Linked DNA regions of Oryzias latipes: region 2 is linked to region 1. Evidence: chromatin contacts called from public Hi-C data. All regions are on one chromosome and are shown on one strand. The core of a region is the stretch at or near the end of the contact, and the rest is flanking DNA. Distances in the headings are between cores, read along the strand shown.

The links. Hi-C and Micro-C count contacts between places; a contact is called where the count stands out from the background.
Region 2: a contact with region 1 is called in a Hi-C map of fibroblasts, with 1.6 times the contacts expected there. The contact joins the promoter of LOC111949040 here to the enhancer-like site in region 1. A contact is called at or near these places in 2 of 5 Hi-C or Micro-C datasets (fibroblasts and gastrula embryo).

The regions. Positions count from the first base shown.
Region 1 is chr17:18,848,097-18,855,412 of ASM223467v1, reverse strand. No RefSeq gene overlaps it. Among protein-coding and RNA genes, the nearest start is that of LOC101168073, 13 kb to the right of the region's middle. Within about 2 kb of position 3,077, at least 2 of the 8 cell types and tissues checked have an H3K27ac peak or open chromatin away from gene starts, as enhancers often do.
Region 2 is chr17:18,991,712-18,999,027 of ASM223467v1, reverse strand. It overlaps LOC111949040 (E3 ubiquitin-protein ligase Rnf220-like), which reads left to right and starts at 2,578. Exons shown (of 2, transcript XM_023964950.1): 1 at 2,578-3,004.

The DNA of each region.
Region 1 (7,316 bases), core at 1,828-4,327:
TCCGGCGTAAAACATTGCCAAATTTACCATGCGACTTGTTCGCTGTGGCGACCCCTGATGGGAGAAGCCGAAAGTGGAAGAAGGAGAAAGACATGACAAGCTGTGTGTGCGACGCTGCATTACATCGACACCTCATCCCTTCTCTGTGTCTTTTTGTTATGTTTGTTTCTAAATTTCAATCTCCCAACGCTGTGAAGAGTCTAACATGACAAAAACACCCACATTTTTCAACAGCTTTTCAGCTAATCTTAGATTTTAGTACACATGAGGTATAATATTGTATTTTTCTGCCACAAACTGGCCATTGGTTATACTTATTCCTTTTATCAGAACATGTTATCTGTGTTTTAGCAGTACTCAATAAAGTTCTACTCTGATCAGTTTTTGATCTAGAAAATTTCTTCAAACTGTCATTTTTTAAGGATATTTTTGCAGAGCGGTAGTAGTTCGCCAGAAATTCGTCTCTGACTTGTGGGCCGGAGTATTGGTGCGGAGTAAGCCCATCCACGGCCGTAGTGCAGTGGTAAGGTGGGCGACTTCCAATCGTAAGATTGCGGGTTTGATTCCCGCCTTGCCCGCCCATGTGTCGAAGTGTCCTTGGGCAAGACACTGAACCCCACCTTGCCTCTGGTGTTCGGCAGCGGAGCCGCCACCAGTATGTGAATGTGTTTGTAAATGGGTGAATGGGACTGTGACTGTAAAGCGCTTTGGGCCTTCAAAGAAGGTAGAAGTGCTATATAAGTATAAACCATTTACCATTTATCATCCCCACTTTCCATAGTAGTTAAGAATAGGTGAAAGAAGAGGAGGGGAGTACATGCTATTATATCTTTAGCATCTAAAGCAAAAACCCTATAAACATTTACAAAGCAAAATAAGTATTTATACTTTCTGATCACTGAAATCCTAAAGAAACAGACATTTGTTAGTTGATTCTAAGAATCCCTGCTCCTTATAGACCACAGGGGACTAGACTTTTTGTAGATTTTTTTAATTACATCAAAATCGGAACAACGGCATACTTTTAGCATGGCTAAAAGTGTTTCATCAAAGGAAAAAAGAAAAAGAAAACACAACACATGACATGCAGGATTTAAGCCATATATGTTGAAAATTTCTCAACATTTGCAATCTGTCACTACTTGTATCTCTACAAAGCCTTCTTAGTGCAAAGATGCATTTCCCTTCGGGGCTGCTTTCGTCCCTTTATGTACAGGATTGTGTGTGTATGAGTGTGAAAAGGTTAAAGAGAGAACCATCAAAGGCATGGGAGAGGCAGGGTCTCCCCCTACCTGGCCCTCTTGTTGCCGTGGTGACAAGCAGTCTAAACGGGATGTCCTGGCTGAGGCGGAGCCTTTTGTTCTGAGTCTAAAAAAAGCTTGTTTGATTGGCTGAATACAGGAAATCAGGAAGTGTCCTCCAACACTGAGCAGTGATATAATTTCAATAGCCATTATTTTTAGTTCACCCAGACAGAGCTAGAGGTACGCTCCAAGAAATGGGGTTTACACCGCTGCACACGTACGTGAGCGGCCACAAAGGGTCAAAGACACCATTGTAGGGGAAGCAGACATTGTGGTACGCACACATGCTCCAGACGCACATGCTGACACACAAAAACAGGTGGGCCCCACCCTGTTGCCCCGCTGATCAAGGACAATGAAGTGAGGTAGTGTTGGCAGACTCTGTAGAGCATTATCTCATCCTATAGCAGACACTTCTTAAACTCCCCCACCCCCTTATTTAACCTGAAAATAACATTACACAAGACTCTGCAACATTCTGCTCCCCCATTATGAAGGGTATTGTGCTTTTCATTTAACTCCTTGATGCCTGTATTGACTTTCAATGATCATAAATAATGTTTCACTTATGTGTTTGTGTTCAAAAGGATGCTCAATTAAGTTGAGATAGCTAATTGAAGCAGGTTGATGCCTATTTGCATCAGCCGGCATAACAGGATTTGGACCTAATGCTACGGTCACTTCAAATATTCCACAAAGTTTTTCATCAAACTTGGCAAGTGGGCGCGCAGCTGGGAGGTTTTAGGAAAAAGTTCAAATCTGATGCCAACTGTCAGTTGACATCGGTCAGTGGCCACCCGGGTACATTTCGCGGTTGCGTGATGGCAGTCCTTTGACAGGCAGAATGGCCCACTTTTTATATACCACCAGGCTACCAGACGGCTTGGTGGAGCTTCTTATGGACGATCGCTGTCTGTACACATCGTCCAATCAAAGCTGTTGCTATTCACCTATAGGCCAGCGATCCGGCTGCCGCTGACTTCCGCCTTCTACATTCATGACCACGCCGACAATTTTCAAAAGATTTGGTGGTGGCTTGAAGATTCTGCCACTGCCTCCCTATTGCGCAGTGGCAGTTGTTTTTGTGATCGTAGCCTGAGTATTTGCTAAATTTCTTTGGGGAAAGAAGGAAATATTGAAAAAAATTTGGGTAATTTTTTTTAATAGACTTTTTATTTTTTTCAGGTAAAAAGAAGATGTCCCTGTATGACAGCCAGGCTCCTGTCTGTCCCATCTGCCAGGTGCTGCTCCGACCAGGAGAGCTGCAGGAACACATGGAAACAGAAATCGAGCGGCTAGCAAACATATGCCTCAGGTAATCCTCAAAATTCAGAATCTACTCATCCCAAAAGCGTAACAAGTTAATGCACACTGCACTCCTTAAGGTAAATAAAGATAATAATGAAAAAAAAAAAGGAAAAAAAGTCAATGCTCAACGGCTCATAAAGCTGGGTCATTTGTAACCAATAGGCCGTGCACCACAATTCAGCTCCGACAGGCCGATCCAGTCATATTTCTCCCATGCAGGTATTTGTGTGCCATAAATCTGCATAAAAAGGCAGAAGCATGCTGTCAGCGTAAAGCTTAGCCTTTCCTACAGAGACCAGGATTCAAACCCGTGACCTCAAGTTCACTGCCACCCTTTCTTCTCCGCGGGGCAGTTGCAACTAGCAGTTTTACGACGAATAAATCAACTCCAAGCCCTTTTAACGATGGGACACAGCCATTAGGATCCATATTTCACCCTGCTCACACGCCTGGCTGTGTGTATGTGCACATGTGTTTGTGTACACGCGCGCAGGTCGCTCCTCTGGGGGTGTGTTTGTGTGTGACCCCACGTCCACCTTAGTGGCCTAGTTTTACGATAGCACCCATTAACTTGGAGAAACGGGGCAACAGACAGTGTCACCCCGCATGGAAATAACAGCTTATTTACCACCTGCTGTCTTTACTCGCATGTACCACGCTTAACATCTTTTGAGGCTTTATCGCCAAACTTTATTAAATCCTTCTGCTGTTTTCATCTGAATACATCCCTTTCTCAGTTTTTGTCTTTACAGCTATCATGCAAACAACAGAGACATTTTTTAATGTCTCTTTTGTTGCATTAGGTGGCAAAACGTCAGCAAAATAAAAAAAATCACAAAATCTGAATCATTGTGACAATGGGAATGCTGCTTTGCAAAGTAGGTGCGCAGTAAAGAAGCAAAATAAGGGAATGTTTGAGTCTGCATTGGGATCAAACACACTGATTTGTCACAGTGACAACAAATACAGTTCAGAGAATGCAGATGTAGAGAAGTACCAGCATCGAATGCTGCAGGGCGTCTTTTTCCAACTGGAAACTGAACTGACGAAATAGCAATGCCAACAATTTAAATTGACAATTGGTTTCTTTTTATTCCAGTTCATGAATGCAGTTTCCCTAAAAAAAAAATAAAAAAAAATAGTAAAAATAAAATATATGCCCTATTTTTTGGACTATGGGGCGCACCGGATTTTAAGGCCCACTGTCAATAAATGGTCTATTTTCAGTTTTTTGTCATAAGGTACACAGAACTAATAGACGTATTGAGAGAAGCTACACATTGGCCACATTAGAAACGTCAGCCACATATTTGCAATACCTGCAACTCCCAACCTTGTTTGCAACACATAAAAAAAATGACTGATGCTGCTAAAATATATTCGCTAAAACATATGACCACGCTAACTCCTAACCTTGTTAGTAACACATAAAAAAAATAAAAGTTTGACATCGCCAACCTTCCTCAGTTGACCGGAGAAAGGGACTCAGTGGGTGGAGTTTAAATGTCTTGGGGTTCACGAGTGGAGGGAAGATCGGAGCGTGAGATTGACAGGTGGATTGGAGCGGCAGCCGTCGTTTTTTTGGTTGCTTTACTGTTCTGCTGTGGTGAAGAGGGAACTGAGCCAGAAAGCAAAGCTCTTGAATTTACTGGTTGATCCTCATTCCAGTAGTCACCTATGTTCATGAACCGTGGATCATGACTGAAAGAACGAGGTCCTGAAGACAAGTGGCTGAAAAGAGCTTCCTCCGTATGGTGGCTGGTCACTCCCTTTGAGATAAGCTGAGAAGCTCGATGACCCGCAGACGGCTCGGAGTAGAACCGCTGCTCCTCCACACCGAGAGCAGCCGGTTGAGGTGGCTCGGACATCCAGTCCGGATGCCTCCTGGACGCCTCCCTGGGGAGGTGTTCCGGGCATGTCCCACTGGGCAGAGGCCCGGACAAGCTGGAGAGACTACGTCTCTCTGCTGACCCCGAGACGTCCCCCTAGAGGAGCTGGAGGAAGTGGCCGGGGAGAGGGAAGTCTGGGCATCTTTCCTTAGACTGCTGCCCCCCCGCGACCCGGTCCCGGGTGAGTGGAAGAAGATGGATGGATGATGGATGCATTGACGCATTTACAATACTCCGAACCTTGTTGTAACATGGAAAAAACAAACAACAGACTGATATCGCCAAAACAAACGTTTCTGTGACTACAATAAATCCCAACCTTTATTAGAAACGTTAAAAAAAACCACCGTCCGACACCGCAACACATTAGCTGCCTTAGCTTTTTTTACAATAACATCCAAACTTGTCATTTTGACAGCAATCAGTAAACACAACTAGTTTAATCCATAGATTAGGTAGTCCAGATTACAAAATGCACCGTCATGATTTAAAAAGAAATTAAGGCTTTTAAGTGGGCCTAATAGTGTGAAAAACACAGTAAACTATATATGTATATATATGTATAACATCACCATGCTGTCTTACAGCAAAACGTGCGTATGGTTCAATTATTAATAAAGGTTAGAATTCTGTCCTTCCCTCTGGATGCCAATTTAGGAAAGCTAAGCCCCCCACGCGCACACGCATGCTTCCTCTCTCTGTCACTCACATAGTTATTAAAAGAAATCGCGTCATCCCTGGATGGGATGGGATGGGACAAACGTCACGCCCGGCTGATTTACCAACTCGCCATTAACCCACAGAAACACGGCATGAAGAGACAAGGACAGCAAAGAGCCGAAGTGTGGAGGAGGAAACTCTTCTAGAGGCTGAAACAAGTACTATTTCTTTCTAAAGAAATGCAAGTAACATTAAAATACAAGCTAAGGGGGAGTGTCACGAATTTTAAAATACAAATACAAATAATAAAATACAGCAGTCAAGAAAAATTGCAACTTCACTCTCTCCTCTGGGTTGCTGCACGGGTGCCATCATTGAAAGTGACAATGGGAATTTGGTCCAATTTCTTGTAAATCTGCCTTTAATGGCACCTAGCACTTGCAGAATGAAAGAGTCGTGTGCATGGAAACGAAGGTGTGTCACCTCTGCCTTTTCTTAATATCTGTTCCCATGCATGCTTTCATTTGTTTTCCATTCCTGCTGCTGTCCGCCCAGCATGTAAACACGTGTGTGTGTGTGTGTGTTGGATTACGACTGCCAGCCTGTCCTCCCTCGTGGCTCGGAGCTCTGTCACTCGTTCATGGGCCACGGCGTCATGGAAATCGCACACATGCGTGGAGCTTGGCAAATGGAAATCCATCGTGCCCTGTGCATGTCAGGTGGCTCAGGGGGGCAAAGTAATCTACATACTCCTCCGATCTCCTCCCCAACCCCTTCCTTCATAATCAATCTGCCTGCATACGCCCGAGCCCCCCAGCTCTCTACCAGATGACACAAAAAGGCAAAAAGCAATCAGTATCTTGAGTTTCGCACCATCCAGCTATTTTTCCCTCCTTCCATTCCAGCCAATTCCCACCAAGAAAAGACTTATTCATCTTTTTGTTGCTCTTGCTGTCACTCCTCTGGCAGGGAGAGGAGGGAGGCCATTCTCAGGTAGGATCGATGCAGACTGAACCAAGCTGAGGGCCTTTATTGTGAAGGTAATTGCCTGCAAGTAGTTGATCATACCAACTCGAAACTAATGTGACTGGATTATGAGATTGTTTCAAGTTCAATGCACCGGCGGCTAAAGTCTGGTTGGAGCGAAAGTTGATTTGGATATATTCCCCCGCCGAGGTATTTAAACGTGTTCCTTTGTGTGTGCTGGAAAAAGTGCTTTGTAAATAGTCATGGGAAGCCTATAGGGTCTAACTAACGTTTATTATTGGGTCATCAAAAGGATTTCTGTTTAGTTTTTGTGTTGAAAAATTACTCAGACGTCATACAACAAAACTGAAATAGTGCGCTGGCCAATTTCTTTTCACTTTTTTCACATTGTTTGTCTCTCACAAGTCCTCAAATACCATGGCTCTGAGCCCAGCTGGGTCCATTTGCTCAGATTTTCTACCTGTTGTACCACAAAGATACTTGTATACACAACACACACTTAGCCCATGGTGGGCAAGCAGGAGGGCTGTCTTCTTCACATGACCACCACCGACAGTTGGAAGAGGCTTGGTGCAAAATGTCGTAGTGATGCAAATCTCCAGGACTTTTCTTTCCCAGCCCTATTCTGATACATGAAAGACTAATTGTCATAGAATTACTCCTTCATGATCACTTTTCGAATGGTTGGCACCTCTGTGATTAAAAACTACCAAATCTAAGTCCCCAATTGGTCAAATTTCAACCTGGTTTAACTTGCAATGTGCCTTCAGTGGCTGTGCGTTTTATGCGTAGAGCCCAAAAACAGTCGTAGAAACGTGCGGGCTGTGCGTGAGTTTTGAAAGCAGACGCCCGATAAACATGTTTAACATGTTTATCTAGACTTTCTATTGAAAGTGGTCACTTGAACCCATCTTTGATTGCTGAGGGTGGTGTGAACGTAGCTTCAGAGTCATTAGCTGCATTCACTCTTTGGGCATCGCGTCCAGAGTAAAAAAAAATCGGAACTTACGCGTCGCTTTTACAATTGGGTGGAGTCCAAATCCAAAACATGGAGATAATCTGATCCCTCTCCTCCCATATGATATTTTCTTATTTTCATAGAGACAACATTAAAAAGTTCCTCCAATTTAATTCCCCCCCCTGTAGGGCTGTTGTAGGTCAGTTCAAT
Region 2 (7,316 bases), core at 1,329-3,828, 140 kb before region 1:
AAAGATCACTAAAATGCTTATCGGAGTAAGACTTGAAGGGTTTAAAACAAAAAAAGGCCAGCTCTTTTTAGGCCCATTTCAAATTCTTACTGTTTTCATGGAGAAATATCTGTTTTTTTTTTGCACCTCTTTCATTATATAACTTCTAATAGAACTCAGTCTGAGTTAAGAAGGCTAAAAATGTCTAAAGATATTTTCGTGTTTCTACTTTATGGGAGGAGAAAGTTGAAGTACAGATGCTGGAGTGGTGAAACAGGTGCCATCAAAGTGCTTCCATGTCAGAACACACAGAGGCAGCATTTAAACACATCAGGGGGTTGAACTAAAGGGTGGCATTAGACTTTGAATGGAGAGGGATCTAATACATGGATGGTCTTCTTCCTCAGTCAGCCCATTGACTGCAAACTGAGCCTATTAGCAAGACAACACACCACTAATGGCAGTGCTGCTGCCCCTTGTGTGCACGGAGACCACCCAGCACACACACCCACATAAAACACACACACATCGCCTTTCACTTTCCCACGCTATTATTACCTAAAGCGCTGGTATATTATAGCGTGAAACCAGATCAAAGTGTTAATTCTATTAGAAAACGAAGCAACTTGCTCTGACTATATGATAGTTGGTGGTTGCAGTGAGGAGAACTGTGGGTGGGGGAGAGCTGGGTGGTGTCAGTGGATAGGTGCACATTTGTGAATATTATTAAGAGGGGAATATTGTTAGGATTATTCCAGATGACCAAAACAAGTAGCCTCAAAAGTTTTTGAATAAACCCAGACACACTTTTAGTGGCGTATGGTTTTTTTCTAGTTTTAGTTTTAAGTGTCATTTCTTAAATATGCCCCATTTTTCCTTAATAAAAACGATGCCATGGGGCACAATATGAGCAAGAAATAGTTCAAGTAAAAGGGATGTTTTCATTTGCAAAAAGCAATTCAGACACTATGACCACTATTTTTTTTATTTTTAATTTTTTTGTTCATAGCAAATATGACGTCACCAATTTCCCAGAGTAAAAACTCATTAAACATGAACATTTTATGAAGACACATCTATGAATCCACAAATTTCTAAGGCATTGTCGATTCGGACAGCCCCAAGATGGGCGACTGGTCTATATAGTGGACGATAGTGAAGGAATTTGGAAACAGTGTTACACAAAAACAGCTTTAAAACTACTGTTGCAAAAAATGAGAAAGGAAAAGCTTCAGTGATGCTGCTTGTCTAAAACAATTTTACCAAATGTTACCAAAGTGTATCATTAATGTAGAATCCACGGTAAAACTATAATGTACTCAAAATTAAATCAAAATCTCCCAATAATTCACTTTCAGCTACAAAAACACTGATGAAGTGATGAAAACTTTTTTCCTATGCAACTTATACAACGTTTTGGTTGGATGAGACCCAAATCGTACATCCAGACAAAGATTCAGTACCTCATGTGGCCAGCAGGGGGTTGTAGTGCAGAAGGAGACGAGCACAGGACAGCCTCCGCTCTGCGTCCTACTGTTTCCTTCACAAGCAAACATCATTTAGTCAAGTTAAAAAGGTCACAGCCTTTGGATTTTAAGCAAGAAAATCCTCATGCTCAGTGATTGAAGCAACTTCTGTGTCAAGTTAGACACGAAATAGAATAAACAAAAATGATGAACACATTATACTTATGAATTATTTAAAGCCTGGTTTGTGTACTTTTGCTTAAACAATGAAGTAATCTGATTTCAAAGCAATTCAGCTTTGGACATTTTCGCCTTCTACTGCCCTATTTGTGACACTTCACTCCCTGGCACTGCTCTGGTGAACTTCTCCACTGTCTCACTATAACTTAAGTCTCCATGAGCGCACTTCCTAAGAGTGTCTGGTGGTCCACTTCTTTTTTCTTTTTTTTTTGTTAGGGTTGGACTTCATTGGCTTTATGGCAAGTAGCAGTCTCTCCAACGAGTGAAAGAGGTGGTGGTGGGGAGGATGAGGATGGGGGTAGAGGGAGAGAAAAAGAGAGAAGAAGGGGGGGGGGGGTAATTCATTCACTTTGCGCACAAAGCGCAGTGGAAATCACCCAGGGGAACGAAACGCCAGACACATGGGAGAGGCGGAGGGAAGGGGGTGGCCGGATGGTGCGATGTTGAGAAAGCAACACACAACAAGGAATGCGCAGATTTAATCTTTTATTCATTTTAACTCAACTTTGCAAAAAAAAAAAAGAATAAAGTAAAAACGTTTTGGTTTAACAGATAATTACTTATTTTGGCTTCCCAGAAAAAAACCGCACAAAGCTGTGACTTGATCCAAAGGATTTTGGAGCCACCGAAGTGCTCTGCTCCCAGTTTAAGATGGAAAGTGAAAAGAAAAGAAAATGATTTTATGTTGCAGTAGAAAATGGATACATATTCCCTAACTTTAAAGGCGTTCTTTGAGCGCATTCGTGTCTCCAGGACGCGCGTCTGCAGGCGATGATCGAGCTGAGCGCTGCGCGGCAGCACTGCGCCGTGATCCCTGGACCCCCCCTCCCTCCCTCCCACCCACAGCCTCACACACATCGCCCTGAGCACCCCCTCCTCCCCTCGCACCACTGACTGCCACCGTCCCCTGCGCTCCCTCGCTGGCTTCGCCGCTCTTTCCTTTCACTGATCGTTTCAGCGGAGGGGCTCGCACGCGCTATCGTGCCATTGATACCCACTTTACAGCGCGCTCGCAGAAAACAGTCGGCATGTCTCTGTGTCCCCCCTCTTTCTCCCTGTCCTGCCTCTCTGGTTGCGCGTCGTTAAACTAACGGGGAGGTGTTAACTACTTTTTTTTTCCTCCTTTACCAAAGCGCTTCACGTTATCACTGTTACACTACGCAAGAACCAGAAGGGCCGGTGCTGCTGATATTCTCAGAGCGCAAACAAACAAAAAAAAAGTTTTGGTTTGTTGTGTGGATAAAAGAAAGAAAAGAAAAGTAGAAGAAGCCGGAAAGTGGGCAGCCGTCTGCGATAGAAGCGGATTGTGCCACGGCGAGGTGAGTAACTGACTGTTTTGCTCTGTTGTTATCGGGTTTGAAGCTTATCCAGTTTACGCTTTCACGCCTTTGCGCTCTGCTTCTGTTTCTGTTGCGCATTTTGACTTGTCCTAAACTTTCTGTGCACTTTAATGGCGTGGCAGGGAAAGAAAAAAAAAGGAAAATAAAAAAATGGGGAAAATGTCGCAGCACGATCTTGGACACTGCGTCCGAAGCGTGTGCACGTGGCAGCATGTACATCCACATATATTTCTGACTTTTTTAATTATATATTTGCGCGTGTCCGTGCCGGCTCTCCAAACATGAGTGGCTTCTTGGAGGCGTTTACACTGTTGTGTGATCAACCATCTGCAGCTGAATATTTTTTAGAATAACTAAAGTCAAATTTTTGGTTTGATTTTTTTTTTTTTTAGAAGTTATAAGCGTCATTACGCACAAAAGCCGACATTATCCAGATTTATCAAGAGAGCCAAACTTTCTCCTGCATCTTTTCTTTGGAGCGAGTGGAACAAACGGCGTTCAAATGTAATGAATGTAGCAATAAGTTATTATTTTATTCTTTTCCGGTTACATTTTTAGGATTTTCTCACAGGTTTCTGTCATGAGATCCATTTTAAACAACGTTGTAGTTTAAAACCACACTTTTTATTGAGCAGTAGCCTCGTTTGCCCGACTTTCATAACTTTTATCTCTCATAACATCAATATTCATGGACTCCAGTTCCAAATATATTTATTGACAAATTCTTCTGTATTGAATCAGGTTTGATTACAGCTATTAAAATGTTTTAGAATACTAAAACATTTAATTTTAGGAATATTTTAGCTAAATACTAGAATTAATGATCCCAGGGGAAACACACGGCTTTGCTCATGCGCGCGCGCACATAATAAGACGGAAACAGTTGGGAAACACCTGTTAACTAGGGAGCCACAATAATTTAACTCACCCCACCCCCCACCCCCCTCAACAAGCTGTGCCGCTGGACGTCCCGGGGGCCCCTCCAGTTCCATGGCCGAGAACAGGGAGCCAAAATACGGATTAGTTGAGGCGTCAGCACCCGCTGCTGCTGCTGCGTCACCGCGAGCAATTCGCACATTCGAATTTTGCCTCGGTTCCATTAAAACAATCGTTTCAATATAGTCTTCGCTGCACTTTACATATACATTCAGACTTTTTTTTTTTTTCGTTTGTTTGTTTGTTTCCATACGGTTTAAAAAAATCATCTGATGTCTTGGCTTTGACGCCCAATTCATCGGCCTGTCGAACAAACTTTTACGCACGCTCTTTTATTTATTTATTTCCTTTTAATTCCCCTGGAGTGTGCCGGAGCGCCAGCGCGTTCACTGTGGACTGGTGGCAGAAAGTGAGCAGCCGCGCAACGATCAAGAAAGCAGAAGTCAAAGCCGCAACGCCAGAAAGTGGGATAGTAAAGTTTGGAGTGCGCGTAAAAGCACTAAAACGCACAAAAAAATTCAGAGTGAATTCAAGCCAAATGCACATTTATTGAAACTACCGTCCGAATGTATAGAAAACGCTCATTTTGATCGCCGGTGCGCTCCCGGCGGCTCATCATAAATGTTCTGGAAGGAAAATAAAACAAAAGAAAACAAGGAATAAGTGGTCATCTAACGATGCCAGCCCCACGAATCCCCGTCCATTGATTTTATTGATTGTCAGAACCGACTCGAACTTATAATGAGCGACCGAGCCTCTTCATTTTCCAACCAAACACATTAGCAAGCAGTAATTATCTCGTGAAGGGAGATCACACAAGCATTTATTATTTCTACGAGAAGTCTATAAACGATGACGCGGACAAGGTGCTCCAGATGGAAGTCATTTTCGGGAATCTCTTTAGCATTTTTGATTAAAATTAAACATGTCTTTAAATTTCTAATTAAAAAGAAAAAAACTGTTAAATACTTTCCTGTAATTCTTGGCCTTTGATAAAAAGCCTAAGATGTATTTATTGTTTTTGCAATCAATCGAAACATGTTTTTTTTATTATTTTACTTAAGAAAAAAATATGATAAATCGTTTTTTTGTTTAAATTCATAACCATGTTCACATTTACTGTTAATAAATACACTGAATAGTTACCCAGGCTGCGCTCTCCCCATCATCCCTATTCAAATATTTGTAAATAAGTTCGTTTTTTTAACTGAATTCGAGCATATTTTATTTTCTTCTTTTTCTTTTCTTTTTTTTCCAGAAGCGACCCAAACGGTGCCCTGTTTGACTGTAAAACGAACTGACAGTCAGTGATTCATGTTCAGTCATTTACTTATTTTGCGCCTCGCTTTTCCCAGCTCAGTGATTTATGTCCATTCTTATACTTCGTGCGTCAGTCGCTGTCAACCCACTTGTTTCACATCCTTCAGCTCCAAATCCTTTTTATTCTTTTGCATTTTTAGGAACGTATTATTTTGTAGAAATTAATACCTTTTTCATTAGTTATTTTTAAATAAATCTCAACTAAAAGGATTGCTTATTTATTTATTTATTTATTTATGTTAATTTAATAAAACTCATTTTATATTTATATTTTAGGTCGATTTAAATTTCAGGGCCCATTTCCTTTCGTTCCGGCCTGACATTTTTACGCGCATCGTTTTCCATCCATATAGGAAAAGCAAAAAAGCGCGGAGGAAAGAGTCCAGAAAAAAAGTCCAAATTTACCGCCAGCACTTTCAGCCCCCCCCCCCTCCCTCCCTTCCTTCACCTCCTTTCCATCCTTCTTCAATCAGCTGTTATTGCTTACCATTGATCCCCCCCTCTTCTGTGCGCAGTGAGAAATAAAATGAATGTCCGTTTCACACCTCTTCCATGGATCGATGGGCTCAGAGAAAGTTGTTCCAAAAAAGAAGAGAAAAAAGTCTGTCCGCCTATTTTCCTTTCTGTAGGTTTACTTTCACCGATTACCAAAAAGAGCTCCCAGTCAGCAGGCCGAGAGTTTCTGCCAGAGATTATTTACTATTTAAAGCGCAAAATGACACTTTTTAAAATCTTTTGCTTCTTTTTATATTTCTCTGCTTTTCACCTCTTCCGAAACGCATCCAACAACCTCTGCAGAAATGATTTCCGCTTTGATTAAATCTGTACCCGCATAAGTAGCATATATTTCTTAAGTTTGGAAACAAGAAAGGCGGTGACGCGCGCGTGAACGCACCGTTTTTATGCACAGCATTCCCCTATGAAAGCACGACCCCCCCCCCCCATGCCCCCCATTAACCCCAAACCCTTGAGTTTATAATTTATGTTACTTTAAACCTAATTACCTACAAAAAACAGAAATGTAACTATCGTTGCGCCCCCCTCTCTCCACTTCTCCTATGACCTCGTCCGCGCTCTTCCTCATTGCTTTGCTTTGTCACATCAGCTTTCTCAGAAATGCAAAAAAAACTAAATGAAACCAAGATTTGTTTTCTATTTTTTTTTCTATATATGTGCGCATTTTAATAGAGCCTTTGTGCCCCCCCCCCCCAATCATTTAAAACGTTTACATTTCTGAAATATTTATATTATTTAAACTTTTTATAAATGTTTTTGTCAACTCTTATTTGATTTTTTCCCTTTGAGATGCTCATTATATTATTAAACGTTTTAATTAATGTGCGTTAAATCAGTGATTTATTATCCACAACAAACAGTATTAGGGTCATATTTTGAGCAGAATAATGAGCTGAAATGCTTTTTCTCTTTTCTGAGTGATTTTTGTGTGCTTTTTTTCATCAGCTTAAAGTTTATCTTTTTGCACAAATGCCCCAATGATTCATTTTATTGATGAGAGGAAAGGAGAGTAGTTTGAGTCTAGTCTTTTCTATTGGAAGGAAATGGCTATGAGAAGGGGGGGGGGGGGGTGCAGATCTGTGTTTAATGGTTTGATTGCATTGGAGAAGGCAGCCTCTGGTAATGCCGTTACAGAGGGGAAATTTCACTCCGAGATGCTATTGGCAACAAGAGAAAGTCAAAGAATTAGCCTAATGGGGAGAGTTGTGTCGGATGTCAGATACTTTCTATTCTCCATATTGCTCCGTGTCTCCTCTCTCTCCAGTCTATCAGTCTATCACCGTTTCCCCCCCTCTCATCTCCACTTCCACCCCTCAACATCACATCTCTCTCAAGTTCCTCCAACCGCACCCCCCCCTCCTCGCCACCCGCCATTCGTCAGCAACACTGAGCAGGAATCACGAATCTGCTCGGAGGATTAGCTAATATTACTATTCCCCCTCCCCAGAAGACAGTGATGGTGCATTGGCTCCCATCGATTGCAGACGAATGCTATTTATGTCGCCTGCTTCTGATTTTT